Regions from separate parts of the Zea mays genome. Here region 2 is linked to region 1. Evidence: chromatin contacts called from public Hi-C data. All regions are on one chromosome and are shown on one strand. Each heading gives the region's core, a stretch centred on a gene start, on an enhancer-like site or on the middle of the called end of the contact. The rest is flanking DNA. Distances are from core to core; before and after follow the strand shown.

Region 1 (2,657 bases), core at 84-2,583:
AGGTTTAGAAATCCGAACTCCACTTGGGATCCATATTAAAATAGATAGTGGGAGACTCCAATACAAAGGGAAGACAGGTGAATTGGAGAGTGCGGGTGCGAATGAAACCAAACACCGCCCTCTAGTTACAGGGTGGATCTAGAATTTTTTTAAACTTCAAATGTTCAAAATGGCACGATCCAATCAGGAGATGACACGTGGCAACAAGCGTTCGATATCGTCCGATCTCTAGCATGCAGGTCGGTACTGACCAGTTCGACTCTAACGCGATCGTGGCATGCCCATCGATTGACTGGTCGAACCGACCCGTGTTGGAATCGAGCCCGTCAGTACCCATTGCCTGCTCCACCACGGCCGGTAACGACCAAACTTAGACCCACCCTAACACACATCAATTTATTCTAGAAGTCCTAGGCTCCTAAGCTGAAGCTGACATTCAGATCACTCAATTGCGAAAGAAGGTACTATGGACCTGTCTGGCACAACTTATTTTCAGCTTCTTCATATATTTTTCTTCACAGATTTAAGCAGAAGTTATATCAAACATGGAGCTTCTACAGCAGATTATTAATTCAGCTGCTTATCAGAATGGACTAAAAGCAGACAATAGGTAAGAAGTTGTTTTTCACCAGATTATCGGATAAGCTGCTTTTTTAGCCGGCAGCGGTTGTGCCAAACAGGGCTTATGTAAGGATATGATAATGTGCAAGAGAAGCCAGCACTCCAGCAGCCGCAATAAGTACACGAACCTTGCACGTCGATGAGCACGGCCGTGTCGGGCATCGTGATGGCCTGGTAGGCCGCCGGGAGGGCCTGTCCCTGATGGTTGCCGGGCACGACCATCTGCACGGGCTGGCCCTGGTGGTAAGGCACCGCCTCTAGATGGTGGGGCGGATGCTGCTGCAACGGCGCGCAGAGCTGCACGCCGGCGTCCTGCGGTCTCTTACCCTGGAGAGGAAGCACGCCATGGAGCTCCTGTTTCATCGTGACACCACGAATCCCGGAATCCGTCAGCCACAGCGAACCGAAATCGCAACTGGTAAGCCATAGCCGAACCAGTCAGGAACCAGGCGGCCATCGCCCGCCCCACCGGCACAGGCAGTTGACCGACGACAGCCCGGGCGCGAGGGGGGGGGAGGGGGGAGGAGGCCCGCGCGCGTACCTTGGAAGGCGGGAGGACGACGGGGGAGGCGGAGGCGACGGCGAGGAGGGACAGGTCCCCCACCATCGATTGCTGCTCGCGGCCGTGGAGAGATGCGACGATAGGAGGAGGCGAGCGGGCGTGCGGGGTGGTAGGACGGATAAAAACGGGTGTTACCGGGGACGAACGTGTGGAGGCGGCGACGCTGGGGTGGCGTGGAGCGACGGTGGCTTGGGGAAAACCGGGCGATTTAGCCCCGCCGCGGCGGTGGAAAACGAGCGATTGGGGAATTTTTGGCCGGGGCGTGCGGACGGACCGGAAGTCGAGGGCGTTTCTTTTCTTTTCTGTGATGGGCGACAAAGATTCGGGGAATCTGCTGGGGCCGTGGCCCGTGGGTGTGCGTGGACGCTGGACGGTGGACCAGCAGTCCACCACCACCGGCGTCTGATATTTTTTTTCCAGCCCACCAGGGAGAGATCAGGACGAAGGCGCGAGACCACCAGGACTGGATTGTGACCGTGACTCGTGGGTCCCACCTCAAAAGACGGGGCCGCGACCCGAACCCGATCGAGTTCAGCTGCGCAACCAACCTACTAGGCCCAAAAAAAGAAGACAAAAAGGCCCAGGTAGCATACTAGTCTAGCCCAACTTGGGTTTCGCTGAAAAATAAAAACAGAGAGAGAGATGGCGAGTTTCCCGCGGTCTCCCCGCGCGCGCGCCCCCAAATTCCCGCCAGGAGCCGCGCCTGCAGGCTGCAGTGAACCGACAGCGCCCCCGCCCGCCGAGTAGTCGGCATCAGCATCCGCCGAGCCGCCAGCGAGAGAGGGACACACACAGGGGGAACAAGACGACCATGTCCTCCTGGGACGACGACGACGACTCTGCTGCTGCGGCGGCGGCCACGGACGTCGAGCTGCTCAAGCGGGCGTGGCGCGACGAGAAGGCCGCGCCGGAGATCCTCCGCTTCGACTTGCCCCTCGTTTCCCGCGTCCGAGAGCAGATCCAGCTCCTCGTACGCTCTTCTCCCTACCCGTCTTTGCAGTGCCGGAGCCTGAGCTGGACACCTTCGTCTTCTGCAAGACCAAGAGCGACGTAGGCGCGTTCCAGCTAGATGACATGTAAGTGGCCCCGGCCCCAAACACGCGTCTCCACCCACCTCTTTGCCTTGCACCCTTCAAGCTCTGCTGACCTTGACGCTCCCCCTCCTTGAAGAGGCGAGGAGGTCGTGGACTTGGTCGCTGATGACCTCTACGTTCTTCGGTACAAGTCCATCAAGGGACTCGTCGAGAGCAACCGGATCGACCTTGTTTGGTGTCAGTGGCGGTGGCGCCGCGAGCCGTCAGGGTCTGCAGGACACAGCATGCAAGCATGGGAGATGCGACGGCAAAGGCTTGTAAGTTGTAACATGTCATGAATCTTTTGGTTCAGGATTCTTTTCGAGTCGTGGAAAGTAAGGGATCAATGGAAGAAAAATACTAAGCACCGTCGCAGAGGTAAACCTCAGTTGAAAGCCGAT
Region 2 (2,657 bases), core at 72-2,571, 460 kb after region 1:
ATATTTTCTATGACACAATTAATATGAGTAAAGATGAAAAGTAGAAAGGCAAGATTATTTGCAACAAAAAAAAAAGATACCTTGCTTGGAGTAGTAGTTCTATCAATGGATCCACACAACACGCTTCAGTGCGCAACGTAGCATAAGATAAGAACAAAATGTGCAGTTATGCATGCGCCGCGCCGAAGAATATATATAAGAAAGTGATAAACGAATTTGTCTATAATAGGATTGTGTATTTTGCTAGTTATTAAACGAACATATTTCTTTAAAATAATCAAAAAAAGTTGAACCAAATCTATAGCCAAACAGTGTAAATTAATATAATTTTATTTGCAAATATATATGTATGTATATGTATATGTGTGTGTGTAAAGGAAAAAAAAACAAACTAACGTTCTAGTAGTTTAAATGCATTGCTGATTGTTAGTTTTAGTTACCGCTAAAAACCAAGTCATTCATTCAAATAAGTCTTTTAGTCCTTCATATAAACTTCTTAACTTAGGTGTCCATTTATTTATGAGGTAAATTTTGCTTCTTTTTTTCAAATCAAATTTTTTGAGATTTGCATAATACATTCATGTTTAATTGTTGGATCTTATATCCTATCATCTAGCTAGAGCAATTTATTCCTTTTAGCCATAGTCCTCCCTATTCTCTCTACCACCCTACCTTTCCTTATCAATACAATTTATGCTCCTCTCATCAAAATTATACATCCATCGTCAATTTTCCAGCTTCTATACACACTCTTATTTGTAATTAACATCATTTAGTTTCACCACTCCATCGCTCTTCCATCTCCACTATCAGTATGTCTCCAAAAATCATCTCAACTACCAATATGTTTCCACTATCTGACTATGAGTAATTAACTCTCACACTGGCATTATATGGAGTAGGCACTCCAACTCAATCTTTTTTAGTGGTGGTTTAACTAGTCAGCATGACTCGGTATTGATATCGGCAAGTTGGAAGATATAGACAAATTCACAGCATAAGCCAGCTTCTATACACCCATGTTAATTTCAGTAGGATTCCCTATCCCACTTGTCTTTTTTGTAACCGTAGTTGTCAAATATGTCACCAAATGTTATTGCCAGCTAACCTAAGGGTGCTAGCAGACATTGCTTAGTCACCACAACTCGATCTTTATCTAGTGGTAGTCCAGCAAGCATGTTGCATTATTGATATCATAAAGCTTAGATACAGGTAAATCCTCATCATAAGTTAACTTTTTATACAACCTTATTAATTTTAGTAAGGCCAACACTTGCCTCTTCTCTATTAAACCCAATAGTCGGAAACTCCACCAACGGTCATTACAGCTAACCTTACGCTGGTGGGACAATTATTATTAAGCACCCCAATACCCGATCTTTCCTGGTGGCAGTCCAACTAACATGCCTCCCTGGTGATATTCTAAAGATAGCATATACAGGTAAATCCACACCATTAGTTAGCTTCTATACACTATTGATAATTTCAGTAATACTCTCTGCCCCACTTGCCTCTTCTATTTATCCCAACTAGTTATCATATACATCGCTAATGATCATTGCTAGCTAACTTGATGTTGGCGGAACATTAGTCTAAAGCGCACCAACCTAGTACTTCCTAGTGGTTGTTCACCTAACATGCTCCCAGGTTGATATCCTAAAGCTAGCAGATCCAAGTAAATTCACACATCATAAGCCAGCTTTCTACACATTCTTGTTAATTTCAGTAAGACTTCTTGTCCCACTCTCTTCTGTTAATCGAAACTAGCTGTCAGATACATAGCCAACAACCATTGCCAGCTAACATGACGTTGGAGGGTCATTAATTAAGCACCTCAACCGAATTTTTCCTAGTGGTAGTCCAGCTAACATGCCTTCTTGTTGATGTCATGAAGTTAATAACATATCCAGGTAAATCCATGTTGTATGCCTTAGATCTTGCAACTATATTTAATTTGGAAATCAAATTTTGATTCCGTTGTGAAAGCTTAGCAAGTAAGTTAGATGTAGCCATATGCCCATCGCCTACAGAAGCTTTATCAGGGATCCTCACATGAAGTCACCTAGCCTACATCTCCATCTATCCGTTATAGCCAGTGGATCGAGACGTAATTCAATTGTCATGGCAATACCATATACTAATTTCACTAAGACTCTTTTTCCCACTCATTTCTCTATTAATCCCAAAAGATACATTGCAAACAGTCATTGCCATATAATCTGACGTTGGTGGGGCATTAATTAAGTGCCCCGAATCTTATCTTTTTCGGTGGCATCCAGCTAACATGCCTTACTATTGATATGATAGAGCTAGCAGATCCAGGTAAATCTACGTCATGAGCCTTCAATTCTATGACTATATTTAATTCTCAAATCAAATTTTGATTCTTTCATTGAAACTCTGCAAGTATTAATTAAGTTATATCTAGCTACCCATCGCCTACGGGACGTTGATCAAGGGTTCTCACTCGAATTCGTCCAACCTACATGCATCTCCATCTCTACCTATTAAAGCCATTGGATCGATACGTAATTCAATATATTATACTTGGATGATATCTCCAGAAAACATTGTACGGGGTTCATTTGCGAGATTTTCCGCTTCTACTATCAATTAATAAATACACTAGTTAGTTGCCCATATGCATCGCTATAGTT

The links. Hi-C and Micro-C count contacts between places; a contact is called where the count stands out from the background.
Region 2: a Hi-C map of leaf shows a contact between it and region 1, with 6 times the contacts expected there. The contact joins the promoter of LOC103641376 here to the promoter of LOC100280384 in region 1.

Annotation. Positions count from the first base shown.
Region 1 is chr10:90,418,028-90,420,684 of Zm-B73-REFERENCE-NAM-5.0, forward strand. LOC100280384 reads right to left here and starts at 1,334. Exons shown (of 5, transcript NM_001153309.2): 1 at 1,163-1,334; 2 at 750-975. The coding sequence starts at 1,228. It also overlaps the pseudogene LOC100384025.
Region 2 is chr10:90,880,832-90,883,488 of Zm-B73-REFERENCE-NAM-5.0, forward strand. LOC103641376 (Embryonic flower 1-like protein) reads left to right here and starts at 1,322. Exons shown (of 5, transcript XM_008664727.3): 1 at 1,322-2,657.